Linked DNA regions of Arachis hypogaea: region 2 is linked to region 1. A link is a contact called in public Hi-C data. All regions are on one chromosome and are shown on one strand. The core of a region is the stretch at or near the end of the contact, and the rest is flanking DNA. Distances in the headings are between cores, read along the strand shown. Region 1 holds the start of LOC112775615 (mannosylglycoprotein endo-beta-mannosidase-like). Region 2 holds the start of LOC112776891.

Evidence for each region. A called contact is a pair of places that touch in the nucleus more often than the background predicts.
Region 2: a Hi-C map of leaf shows a contact between it and region 1, with 6 times the contacts expected there. The contact joins the promoter of LOC112776891 here to the promoter of LOC112775615 in region 1.

What each region holds. Positions count from the first base shown.
Region 1 is chr19:44,016,366-44,023,860 of arahy.Tifrunner.gnm2.J5K5, forward strand. LOC112775615 (mannosylglycoprotein endo-beta-mannosidase-like) reads right to left here and starts at 3,439. Exons shown (of 12, transcript XM_025819368.3): 1 at 3,121-3,439; 2 at 2,445-2,583; 3 at 2,059-2,257; 4 at 2,031-2,056; 5 at 1,889-1,947; 6 at 1,749-1,797; 7 at 1,190-1,420; 8 at 683-852; 9 at 356-560; 10 at 1-174. The coding sequence starts at 3,293. It overlaps LOC112779746 (putative UDP-glucuronate:xylan alpha-glucuronosyltransferase 4), which reads right to left. Exons shown (of 2, transcript XM_029295738.2): 2 at 5,474-6,456. The coding sequence ends at 5,474.
Region 2 is chr19:44,372,020-44,379,514 of arahy.Tifrunner.gnm2.J5K5, forward strand. LOC112776891 reads right to left here and starts at 4,677. Exons shown (of 4, transcript XM_025821162.3): 1 at 3,978-4,677; 2 at 3,439-3,600; 3 at 3,091-3,174; 4 at 2,645-3,003. The coding sequence starts at 4,538. The coding sequence ends at 2,866.

The DNA.
Region 1 (7,495 bases), core at 2,189-4,688:
TGGAATCTGTTCATTTCCACCAACCCAAAGTGCAAGACTAGCATGATTTCTTAAAAGTTTGATTGTGTCTCTTGCACAAAACAAGAAAAGATCATGGTCTAGCGGACCATTTGGGTTCGACACTGGAATACCGCGCCCGTCAACATCCCCGGTAATCCAGAACTCTTGCCATACCTGCAAGAGTCAAATCATTAATATCATCAAATATAAAGCCAGTATCATGACAACAATATAAGAACTTAATTATAAACAAACTATTGAGATCTCCGAAAAAACTATACCAATAAAAAAGGACACAAATAAACCAAGAAGAAAGAATGATAAAGCAACACAAATGAGCAAAAACCAATCTTACCAGAATGCCATAATAGTCACAATAATGATAAAATTCTGGCCTTTCAGCCAGTCCACCACCCCAGCAACGAATCATCTTAAAATTCATATCCGCATGAAATTTGATATCCGTCTCATACCGCTTCTTTGAAAGTCGTAGTAGCCCGTCAGACAAGATCCAGTTACCGCCTCGGATGAAAATTGGTTCTCCATTGACCTTGAACAACCTATGATATAATAAACATGCAACAAAACATATAATGCAAAATTTGAAAACAATTTTAAGTTTGGAATTCTACTTAAAAAAATGGTATGTGCTACTAAAGAAATACTGGAAATTTTACCATACCTGCCACCGGTAGCATCATCAATATGGCTTTCAATTTTGCGGAATCCGAAGAGATGGCTCCATGTATCAGACTCACCAAATCCTTCAACATCAATGCTAATAACAACGTCGTACAAATTTTGCTTTCCCATTCCATTTGGCCACCATAAATTGGGCTTGTAGAAGAAGAGCTGCCATTACAGACCATTAACACTTGAACAGAAGCAACGAAACTTCAAGTTACCCAACTTAATTGGATCAATACTAAAAGTAGGTTAGAAATCAATCAAGGATCACATTTTTTTTATCAACATAGGGAGAAAAAAAAGATTAGAAAGAATTAAGTGAGTAACATAGACAACATAACAAATAAGTTATGAAAATGGAAAGCTAACTCAAAGTAACAAAGTTCTTGAAAAAAGATGTCATGATTAAAGATTAAGTTCTTCATGTTTCAAAAGGTTAAACCAGAAACAACAAAGCAGTAGATTGAGCATTTTCCCAGGCAGAATGATTGCAGTCACTGACCTCAGGAAAAGTAAATTGCACTCGAGATTTTGGAGGAACTGATAGCATTTGAGTTTGAAGCTTCTCCACCAATTGAACACTCCCCTCGAGTTCTGTTGTCACTTGAATTTTCAAAGAACACTCAGCAGCTGAGGAGCTTCTGTTTTCCACCTCAGTTGTGGCATGTAGATATACTCTCTTATAATTGTCAAAAAATGAGGACACCAAGTGGGGATCGGTTATTTTTACCGGCTGCGCCAAATATAGACACCAGAATCATCCTATCAAAGAGCAGCTAGAAGTACTATGAACTATATTAAAAATAAAAATGCAAATATGCTTGATCATATTTATCAAATAATTAATTATAAGGGGATGCATGGAAAAAACAAGCTTAACAAATCAACTCTTTGATGGTTTGGAAATATTTTAATATTCAATCATGATTTAATGAAAGTTTGGAAAGCTAAAATGCATTTTCTTTTTAAAAGGCATGTGCTTTATATGGATCACAAAATTATTGGAAAAAAGAGAAAAAAAAGAAGTTTGCAAGGAACTTAAATCATTCCTTAAAACTCACCCCAGTAATAAAAATGGAAACTTCATCCCATATTCCAGTGTTCCTATCTCTGCAATCAAATTAACTCTAGCATTAGCTTTAGATAGTCCAGAAACTCTTCAAATTTCAGATAATCAAATTAAAAGCAACATCAACTTTACCTTATAGGAGCTATCCAGTCCCAACCTTCAACATACTGTGTGGCTACATCTTTTCCTATCTATAAAAATCAACAAAATAGAAAAGTTAAGCAATTGAGAGGGAAAAATTCAATGGATTAAATCCAGTAATTTAATCTTTGACCTCATGGTCGCCACCTTGTCCCCCTGAGGAGGAATTGTCCCTGGATGATCCGGTGGGTGAACTAGAACAGCAAGCAAGTTACTGCCATCCGGATTGAGAATACCAGTGACATCAAGAGAATGCCTCCTAAACATTCCTTTTGGGAGAACCATTTTGTGCCCATTTAGATATACATCAGCAGAGTAATTGATTCCGCGGAAGTTCAGATCACACTTCTGGTTAACTGACTGCAAAAGGCTCAACCAAGAAAAGGATAAACTGAATTCGGTTAGAATTTGGAGTCTATATGCTATGATGGGGGAAAAGGCCTTACACCAAAGTCCAACTTGAATAATAAAATTATATAAATATTATATATCATGATACTGTTTCAAACTTTTGAAATTGCATCATATGAGAGAGGAGAATCCCTACCAGCTTGCACTGAAAGGTTGTAAAGAACCAGAAAGTGTAATAGTCTCTTCCAGAATCAGCAATATCCAAGATTGCCTCATTTCCAAGTCCATAGAAAGGATCAGGCACAACTTTGTTCTTCACCAAGGTTCCCAAAACACTGTCACAAGAAAGAAAATGGAAAATGAATGAAACTCACTTAAACCAATTCAATTTAAGTCTCAAATCATGTTCAAAACTCAAAACTTTCACAAGGAAGCAGGTTTCAACAGAGAACTCTGTTCCTTTTTATCTGTAACTCCAACAGAATCCGAAAACGAGGAACGAAGAGAGTATCAAAGAAACAACAAGCGTGTGCATGGATCATTGCAGCTAAAATAATAAGGCTGCATTTGTTAACTTAGAACTGGAAAAATGTTACTAAAAGCTACAAATTTGTATCTATTTGTTTATCCAAAATACCTATCTCATTCTAACAAATGTGCAGAATATAATGGCAAGTAAAGCTACTAAAAGAGTCAACTACTATCTCGTTAATGTCTCTAATGTTAAAGGTAGCATAAGACTAAAGATAGTGAAATGAAAACAGAGACAAAAACAGAACTTTTCTTGTCTCTGACTCTTATCTCTATCTTTTCTTTTTGGATCTTAAGATAATTTAGTGTAATAAAGAAACAGAAAGAGAAAGAGGGATTACGTTCCGGGAACAAGAGCATGCATCCATGGTGGGGAAGTTGGGGCAGCGGTGGAAGGAGGGTTGGTTGTGGTGAGCTGAATGCCACTGAACTGAACCTCAGTGGACCTTGCTGCAACCCATTCTGAATCAAGAATCATCTTCCCTTGTGCCTCTTTCATCACATTATTCACCATGTCTCTTACTCCAAGTGTGATACAATCATGTGATGAAATTTATGTTGTCGGTAACAACAAGAGAATCACAGAAAGTGTATTATCACTATTTGCTATGTTATGTGATAATGCGTGTGGAAATTGGTGTTGTGACCACTGTCACCGAGTCACTAGTTGACTCACTCTTATCTTATGGTCCTTCATGCAATCATATCATTACAACAATCACAAAATCATCTTTAATTTCCATTGTTACATTTGAATCCACTTTAAAATCACTTGGGGTATTTTAAAATAAATTCCACTCGTAATTAAGTCTCGTAACTTTTAGTCCCATCCTATCAAGCACGGACTATTCTCTGAATTGTGTATCTGCGTGTTAGACATATTTTATAAACGATATTTACTGGTGTTTGGTATCTGTTGTGTCCAACTGTATCTTAATAAAAAACAAAAAATATTTTTTTAGATACATATAGACATACTTAAATATTATTACGTATTAGTATATTCAATTTTATTTTAACATATATTTTTAAAATAAATTTAGATATAATATATATTATTATTTATTAAAACAAAAAATATTTTAAATACTTGACATAATTAAAATAAAATATTAAATAATTAAATTAATTTATATTTTAATATCAATAAAATATCAAAATATTATTACGATTACTTTATATTTTATAATATTTTAAATACTTCATATTTTAATATGTGTGTCCGCGTGTCTTATAATATTTTAAAATTTACGTATTGACGTGTCTCGTGTCATGTCCGATGTTTATATCAGTGTCCGAATATCATACGTGACATTCTTTCCGTATTTAATTTATTTTTAATGTATTTTATATACATAATTAAGTTAATAATTATTTTTTTTACACATTAGATATACCTATATCAAAGTCGTATACGAATAAGTTCAAAATATAAATAAATACAGGTCAATATGAATATGTACGACGTAAAGACTTAAGGAATAAAGAATAATAATCAGTTAATTGCAGGTTTTTATTTCTCTTTTTTAAGTAATATCAAAAACACTTTATAAGGAATTTTTGTTACACTTTGTGTCAACATATTTTAATTATCAAATCATTTGTTAAATTATTAGTTCATAGATAAATATACATTATTTTGTTTGTTTATTTTAAAAATTTGATATGAGAATTTTAAAAAGTTTTTAAAAGATTTTATATATTTATTAAATAATGATAGAATTAATTTTTCTAAATATTTTAGCAAAATATGATGTATGATGATTTGCTTAGAAAATAAAAACTGTAAACTAATTTAATAGTTAAAATTTATTGAGGACTAAAATATCTAATTAAAATTTTTTAAAATAAATATTTGGACTTTTGGAGTACTACTTTTTCTTTATGGGAAAGTGGATTAATAAAAATATTGCACAATATATAATGTAATTGACTGAAATTAATTACATTAGGAAGAGGATATTACTCTCAGACGGATAGAGCACACGGGGTATTAATTTCTCGTTTGACTTATAATAATTTCTCGTTCTATATATATTAAATACACACTACAAATTTTTTTTTAATTTAAAAAAAACACATCATAATACATTTGCTACAACAATGATACTAAAAATTTACAACAGAATTAACAATGAAAGCGTACAATAAAAATAATATAATAGTTTTAACAGCAATAACTTTGTGCATATAGTTTTAACAACAATGACATTTTCTCTTTCTTATAACCGCTAGAACTAGCTACTTTTTAAATTTTATTGGAATAGTTAAAACTATTTTATACGACTACTTAATTATAACATTTTGAATTATTAAAAAAAACTGTTTAATTCTTACAATTCTCTAAAATAATAATAAAAAAATTATAGTGTAAAACTCTTTATATAATACCATATTTTTTATATAAACATGAATTAATACATATATAAGTGGTAAGAAATTTCGAGTGTGATCAGAATTTATATATTAATTAATTTTTAGTGTGTATGTATTTTTGATATTATAATTAAGAAAAAAATATAAGAAACAATTTTTAGTTAATTAATACAATCAACTTTATAGTTTAAGATTTATAATTTAAAGTATAAAATTAAAATTTTATAATTTAAAGTTTAAAATTTAAGATAAATAAATAAATTTTAAAAAAATTGACTAATATTAATAAAAAATTGAGTACCTAACATTAATCATTAATTAATTATAATGATCCGCAAGACGGTTCCTTCTTGGATCCTTAACCTGAATGTTCCAATGATCATCATTGAAATTTCTATTATTTCTTGCCCTCTGTCTCCTCTTCACATTCCTCTCATCCATCTTCTTAGAAAGTCCACAATAACTTTGCAACACTTTTGGCATGTTGTCATAAACCTCCCACCACCTTTGGTGTGCTGAATCACTAGCAAAAACATGTAATTTTAACATGTCCCAGTTACAATCATAGTTCCTGTAACACATCCATGGCTTCAACCCCAAGTAATGCATCACATACAACTCGTTTGGTATCTCATGTTTCTCATTCTCCCCTGGCAAAGGCTCAAAGTTCTTAAGGAAATTAACTTTTCTTGGTAACCTATGCCACCATGTTATTACTTCATTGATTAAACCTTGGTCACCACCATTATATGATTTGATCTCTAAAGTTTTGTCTAGCAAGTGCCTGAACATGCATTGCGACGGCTCGATCACCATCATCCCCGAATTAAACAACGTGAAATCGTTAGGCGCGGCGGATAATTGAGGGTAACTAAAGAAATCGTCAATGTTCTTGAGGACTAATAGGTCAGAATCTAGGAATATGATTTTGTCATACATAGTGAGTTGCCATATTCTTAATTTGCTATAGTTCCATTCATTGTAGGTACCCTTTTCAGCATAAGGGTTAAGGATCCTTTCTATGCGCTTGATTTTCCACCCTGCAGCTTTGAGACCCCTTATGGATTTGGGAGAAATTGAATCATCTGCAAGAAGAACAAGATCTATGATGTAATTGTTGTATTGAAGGGTGCTTGATTCTCTTTGAATGAGGCTTTGTGCTAATGCTATTGCACCACAAACATATGCTTCTGATGAGTGAAGAACTGTCACATAGGCAAATCTTGGTAACTTCATCATGGTTTGATTGTAATTTTCTGTTGCTGCTGATTGTGACATGTAGCCCCTCCATACCTCTTTGCCTTGCAAATCATCAATCATATCAACAATTGTTACTTGTCCAACTCTTTTCTTAAGCATTTTAAAGACAATTAGAGGTGAAAGCAAAAATGAAAATATATAGTATTCTTTTATGATTTCTCTAAACAACTTTTTTTTAGATAGAACACCAGATTTTAATAACTTACCTAACACATTCTTGACAGTTATTTATAAGATAAAACACAATTAATAATTGAGTAAATTAAATAATTAAATTGGTTCTTAAAATATTACACGATTTCTGTTTTGGTCTCCAAAATATTTTTTTAATCAAATTCATCCCTAAAAAATTTTAAGTTAGCCACGATAGTCCTTCTGTCATTTCTCTCGCCAACACCGTTAATGAAAGCTGATCTAACACGTTAAATTACATCTCACCATATAAAACGACATCGTTTTAAGTCAAAGAGAACTGATTCATCGAAACAGCATCGTATGGATCAGTCTTCATTCTTCAACCACATTTCCCTTCGCTCTCAGTAAACAAAAAAAAACCTTGTTCTTCGTTGTTCTCTAAATCCAGCAAAGACGCTCATTGGAAGACGAACTAGGTTGGATTTCGACGCGCTATTAATGGCAGGTGTTGTGATGCGTCTTCTCCGGCAAGAGTTGGTTCAAGTTTCACATATGGGACGGCAAGAAAGGATGAGAGATAGTGATTGAAATAACATTTCTCTCATAAAACTCTCCCTCTCACTTCCTTTTCGACGTCGTTGAGGAGAAGACAAAGAAATCTTTATCATTGTCGCCGATTGAAGCATCCGGCGTGTGTTTGCGAGTTCGCCGTTGTGACTTCGGTGCAATGATTGCATATGTGACCGACGACCATTTTCGTCATTATTTAAGGGATTTTTGTTACTAAACTTGTTAGGATTGTATTAATGATAAAATTTATTTATTTTTTGTTAGTGTTTTTTGTTGGAACTGAAAATCGTTTGTAGGATTAGAATTTTATTCTTTGTTGATTCATAAAATTTGATCACAGAGTATTATTTTTCTGAATGTTAAAAGGAGTCTACT
Region 2 (7,495 bases), core at 3,427-5,926, 360 kb after region 1:
ACATTTTAAAAATTTTTTATAATAATTTTATGGTAAAAAAATATAATATAAATAAGATCACGTTAATATTAAAATAATAAAAAATATTTATTTAATAAATTTAAAGAATAAATAATATATTAAAAAAATAAAATTAATTTTTTTAAAATAATAGAAAATGATTGAAGTGTCTATTGAGCCGCTAGTTATAATAATGAATATCACATATTCCAGTGCGTATCACGTTAGAAATATAAAACTGTAAAATTATTAGGGTTTTCAAAGAAAATAGCTTTTAAAAATTTTTATTTAATAAATTAATTTTAAAAATAGAAAATTTTAATTTATTAATTTGTGTAATCCACTCATTGCATCTATAATAATTGATTATAATACACTATTGATCGATGTAGCGGTGGAATATAATATAGCATTATAGCGTATGGATCCTATGGAATAACAGCATGCCATGATCTGTCGAATCTGATTTCTCTTAAATCATGTCATATAGTATTTTTTGGATCTCATGATTTGCTGCTTCTAATAAATGTGCAAGGATTATCTTATTAAAATTTCAACATGTGATAACATTGTCGATTCTTCTAAACAAACCAAGTTTACGGATTCACTTGTCTAGTAGTGCAATGTTCTAATTTATTTTTGTATATTATTCTTTCTAACTAGATTATTTGAAATCGCTATTCTTTTCATTTCAGCCATGGTTCCATATGATAATCATATCCTCTTGCTTTGTCAACTATACGGCTTCGTGTTTTATTTTGAGGAGCCTTCTCTCTCATCAGCTTTAGTTAGGGTCATTCTAAAATAATTGTTACGGTAAGTATAGTAAATATAGTATTTGATCCATTTTTGGGCTAGTGTTTGCATTTGATTCATTTTTGCAACAACATTGCCCAACATGATTTGGGTTGTTATTTTTGTTGGGCCTTTGTTGGGCTTTCTTGTTGGACCAATTTTTGAGAGGGCCATCTTTCTTTTCCTCGTTGAAAGTCATTCTCACGCTCCTAGTTTTGGTGAACTCCAATTTCTTCAATTTATTGGTCTTTGCCATTTCCATTAGGTCTACTAATTCATAACCTTTGAGTAGTCTTTGACCACTTGGTGTTGACTTTTTGGTTGGTTCACTTGAATGTTCATATTCATTATTTTTTCTGAGATTTGTGACTCTTCCTCTATCTGCATATATGATGTATTCACCTAGGAATCATGTGAATGTAAATTAATATGAAAATTAGCATAAGGAATTTTTTAATCAGATAAGTAAAGAAGTGGATAAATTAAATGACCACATTACCATCTGCGGTTGATAGCAAATTTTGTGCCTCCTTTTGACACATGGTGCAGTTTTTCTTAAAGGTATAATAACTCTACAAAAATAGATAAATAAATTAAAATTAGAAGCTTGGGTAATTTGTTGAGAATTAGGAGAAATTCATAATAAGTGGTGAAAATGTTGTTACATTGGGAGCAGAATTGGAGCAATGCATTATTGGATAATATAGCTTTTATAGGAACTATGTTGCAAGAGAGATTTTTAGGATTTGATAGAATAATACGAGGTATCTAAATTTAAAAAAAAGAGGTCTGCTACACATACAAGCCTTTTTAACTTATAAGTTATACAAGTTATTCCAAATCCAAAAAAAAAACACGCGTCCCTTCAATAACACGTTCACTCTTCGTCTTCTTCCTCAATCAAAACGCAAATCATCAAGAAAAAAACACGCGCCCCTTCCACAACACGTTTACTCTTCCTCTTCCTCTTCAATCAAAACGCAAATCATCAAGATTTAAGGGACATTCAAAACAAACTACTACGATTCTGCAGAAACATTCCAATTCTTCACGAAGAGTAGAAGAAATCAAGAAGAAAAGATACAAATCTCCAAAAATTACCAGAAAAAAGGAAGAAATATTATTCAAGGTACTGTTTTACTGTTCTTCTAGGTTTTTCTTCTAAATTGTCTTTGCCATGTGCCTCATCCTTAACCAGCAAAACATTAAAAGATTTCAAGAAGAAATATACTGTCTCCTCCTGTTTTGGGTGTATTTCTTAAATCGTTTGGGTGTATTTCTGTAATCATTTGGGTGTATTTCTGTAACCATTTGGGTGTATTTCTGTAATCCTTTTTGTAACCGTTTGGGTGTATTTCTGTAATCGTTTGGGTGTATTTATGTAATCGTTTGGGTGTACTTTGAAAGTTCTATTATCTTCAAAATGATTTCAAAGTTTGATTTCAAAAACCATGAAAATCGAAAAAAACAAAGCAAAGAGAAAACGCATGAAGGAGATCCAACAAATTTGGCAAAAAACTCGAAAAAAAAAAACAAAATCTTTTGAAAAATGGAAGTTATATATTTGTGCGTTAATTGATTTAAATTGATTTAAAATTCTGTTAGAAAGGCACGTAACAAGCAGTGTGTTTAATGAATAGATTTCGTTCAGACTTGTAAAGCTTGTAAATACAAAACACTTGTATGTAAAGATTAATCCTAAAAAAAATCATGTAAATTCATTCCGTTCTTAACTTGTATGATTGATCGGAACAATTTATTCAGCTCAACAAATATGACTAGATGAGCATAATCATACTAAGTTTTCTGTAAAATTTTGAATTATATACATAATCCACTGAGAGATTAGTAATTCAGAAGTTCTAAATATCATTAAAAATCATTATTCCAAAAACAATTAAAAGAGGTGTACATTTTTTTGGAACATCATGTCAACATCCATTTATCACCTTTATTTAAATTTTGGTGTGGTCTCTGCCTTTCAAGCTAACTCCACTTATTTTTTTGTCCCTTAAGATCTTTTACGATGCAACATAAATACTACTAGGTTTCAAATTTTCAAATAACACGTCATTCTTCATCCAAATACGTGTAATTATGTAACACCAGAATACAGCCTTCCATCACTATAACAGCCTTCCCACGCAAAAGCACTCTTTGCTTCTTCTCATCAACATGAATATTGAAAACACCCCCTCTGCTTGATGCCTAATCAAATAATATTGAGTTTGAATAAAATTTAGTTTAAGCTAAAAAGATAATTAATCACACAATAAGTTAATTAAAGAATAGTACCTGATAAGCATTTAAATCACACTTGCCTAGCTTCTTGCTCCAATATGATGCTATGGCACAATGTGCAGTACCACAAACAGGATCCTAAAACAAATTGCAAGTTAAATTTACCATATGACCTCATCTCATCACTACTTCTAATTTGATCTATTTGATTTTAATTTAAGATTCTATTTCAACCTTATATACATATGATACAACACCCTTTTATAATTGTACTAAATGAACAACTTCTCTTAAGAGATAATGCAGGTATATATATATATAAGTTTATCTTACTAAGATCTTATGTCTGCATCAACAATTCATCATCATATTAATAATGCAACTGAAGGAACATTAGTTTACCTCGTTGATTCCGAATTTCGGGCAGAAGAAACGACTGTAGCAGTCAAATCCTGAGCCTGAAGGAGCAGTAGCTGTAACAATTATTCCCCTTCCTGGAAATTTTACAATTTCATCAAGTTTTGGTTCTACTTTTATCACTGCTTCTCCAGATTTCACTACAACCTATCAAGAAACCATAAACTTTAAATGTTTGCTGAAAATATAGTCTTCATAGGAATAAATTGATCACTTATCTTTACAAATATTTATAACAGTCACTTTTTAGTAGATCATAACAATGATAGTAAAGTTAGGAGATTACAAACAGGTCATCTGAGTTTTGTATCCCCTTTAGATCAATGATCTCAGTACCACTTAATGCCTCAGTGATCACAAACTAACTTTTCCCTTTTCATGAATCAAAGAACAGAGTATTTCAATTTTGATACAAAGGAAAACAAAAGAAAAAAGAAAAATCATGCAATGCTTTTTCATTTGAACATTCTCCCAAGTCTACTATTCCTTTTCCTAGTTACAATTAGCTTCGCCGGAGAACAAACCCTAAGCCTCTCAACCCAAAATTTGAGGTCCTCTTTCCCAAATCCGCAACTCGCCATAAAAAAAACGCCAACCGCAAACCCTAAAACCCATTCCTTAATCGCCTTCTTGCCCAAACTCATGCGAATCAGCGAAACCCCAGCAATAGAGAACAAAAACGCCCTCACAAACACGTCGGGATCCGAAACCCTAAAGGACCAAAACCCCGCAGCGCAACACACCAACGCGAACAACGCGAAGAGCGAGAGTTTCTTCTTTCTCTTCTTGTTGCCGGTCTTCTTCGGTGGCGCAACGATTCGGGTGAGGATGGAAGGTTCTGGAAGATTCAGCGGGGTGATGTGGCCGCGGGCGATTTCGGCTGCGAGGGAATTGAAGGGTTCCGGGAGGATCTTGAGGTTCATGGCGACGATGGATGCCAGCTGGAGAATCTTAAGATTGGACGGCTGAGATTTGAAGAAGGCCTGGCGGCGGTTGTTGGAGGCACAGACAATGGTGGTTGTGGGAGAGAGGAGAGAAGTTGAAGGGTGATGGAGGATGAGGCATGGGTAATAGGGTTTCAGCATTTCGAAGAAAAAAGGAAATTGTCTGAGCGAGGATGAGTGTAAGGGGTGACCGTTAGAAAGGTGGTTCTTGAATTTCACATTTTGATCTCATACTGCGACTTCTCTCTCCTGTCTGACTATTTCTCCATTTGAGAGCGTTTTTTACTTTTTAGCATGAAAAATGAAGATATTTTGGCCAATTATTGTGAATTTGAAATTTGAAGCGGTCATTCATTGTGGTTAGGGTTGGAAGTCAGACAAGCAAATTCATGAGCCAGGATTTGTTAATAATTCGATAAACTAAGTTTTTAAGTTGGTGAGAGGCTTATGTCTGGAGTTAAATTCATAATTATTAGTTTGTGAATTTTTTTTTTTACCGAAAATATAGAGACTCGAACTCCCAACCTCTTAATTGAATATATAAAAACTATACCATTTGAGCTATTGTTTCTTGACTATTAGTTTGTGAATTGTCTTGATTATATATGTATATGGTGAATTCTATGGTATAGAAGTGATTATCTTTCTACATGTGTAGAAATATAGTGTCCATTCTTTTATTATGCCAAGTGTATATGAGAGAGAACTAGAAGTGACACCTTACAGTGAATATTCAGATGCAATAATAAAATTTACTGTTCTCATTACTTGAAGGATTAGTAACATTTTTAAATTTAATTAAATTTAGGTGGGTTAATTAAAGTGAGAGAATAAAAAGATAATAAACTTAAGTGAGTTGGGTTTTTTTTTAAATTGATTATTGGCATAGAAGTAAATAAAAAAAATTCCTATTCTTATTTTATGGTTCTCTCTTATTTTAACCCTTAATCATTATATTATTGTGTGAATATTAATATGAGTCCAAATATTTTTTTTTCGATTTTTCCGTAATAATAATTATTTAAATTTTAAACTCATAATTCAACTGCTTTATGCTATCATATTTTTTTTATAGCACTAATAATTATGAAAAAAGAATGGATAACAAATGAAGTCATGAAAAATAGCATCTTACTTGCATTCACTTTATAAAGCTTTAAATATGAATAGGAAATAAATATACTCTATTACATGTAGATTAAGGTTTACAAATTACAATACATGTCACATGGTAAAATAAGAAGCATTCACATGCATGTACTATGGTTTTTGTGTTTCTTTATTTTTAATTATTGATTTTAATTAAAATATATTATAATTAAAATTAACAATTATTAAAATTAATTTTATAATTCAAATTAATAATTAAAAATACTGAAATATTTCATATCATGATACATACGATATGTTTTCATAGTATATTATTTTTATATGTACCAATTTTATTAACGTGACATAATAATAATAATAATAATAATAATAATAATAATAATAATAATATGACCGTAATATTTTTTCTTTTCAAAAAGCTATAAAAGAAGTTGAATGAATTTCAACTATTGATTGAGTATATATAAAAAAGTACTTCGTTAAATATTTATATACTTCATTAAAATATAATAATATCAAATTTTCAATATACCAATTTGACAATCATAACATGTAATTTAAATGAAATATATCAAATAGTTTTATTATAAAAATATAATTAATGGTATAAATATTTTTTCATATGAAGATACATAAAAATAATTAGACTTTTTTAAAGTATTACTTCTAGAGTCACAATTCAATTCGACTTCAATTGCAAATTTTTTGTATTTTACAGAAAATTTTGTTGTTAAATGACTCAGATCTCAGCAATATAATAAATAATAAAAAAATAAAATAAGGAACCATAATCCGAAATTACTTGGAGTCATTTTTATTAACCCAGATCTTAATCACCACAATAATCAATATAAAAAAAAGTCCAACTCAAGTAAGTCTATTGTCTTCTTTGATTCTCTCACTTTAATTAACCCACCTAAATTTAATTAGATTTAAAAATGTTACTAATCCTTCAAGTGATGAGAATAGTAAATGTCAATGTTGCATCTGAACATTCACTTTAAGGTGTCACTTCTAATTCTCTCTCATATACACTTGGCATAATAAGAAAGTGGACACTACATTTCTACACATATAGAAAGACAATCACTTCTACACCATAGAACTCACCATATGTATATATTAATACACATATCTTATATGTATTTAATCTATATTTTTAATATTATATATATACATATGAAATAGTAATATATAATTATATATTAATGATCTTAATTATTTAAAATTTTATATTTATTTTTTATATATAACTTTTATGTAAAATATAAATAAAAAATTTATAATTTATTGATAAATAAACAATATATAAAATTGATCTTTTTAAATATTTTTTAAAATATATAAGTTATACTTTATTAATATAGAATTATAAATTATGTATTTATGTTTCTATTATTTGAATCAGCTCGTAAGCTTTCGATGAGTCGAGTTTGAACTTAAGAAATATGCTCGATTGTTAATGAGTCGAGACATGAGCCAAGCTCAATTTTTGTGAGCCGAGCTTGAACTTGATCTAACTCGACTCAGCTCGGCTCACTTCCAACCCTAATTATCGTATTTTTTTATTTAAATTAAATAAATATATAAATTACAAAAATACATAAAATATAGAATAATTATTTAAATACACAATGTACCACATCTCAGATATTGTAAGAAAAACTTAACTATAAACGTATCTCAAATATTGAGATTTTCGATTATGACGCAACAAAAATTTGACATATCTTAAGTATATTTGGAATATATTTCACATGAAGAAACGTAGGAGTGAAGCTAGACTAATTATTTAGAGAAACTGTGTTTAATAATTTACTAAAAATATTTTATATTATTATTTTTAATTAATGATAAAATTAAAAAATAAATATATAATTTCAATCAAATATGCATACGACGATATATATATATATATATATATATATATATATATATATATATATATATATATATATATCCAATTAAATAAAAGACATATTATTAAT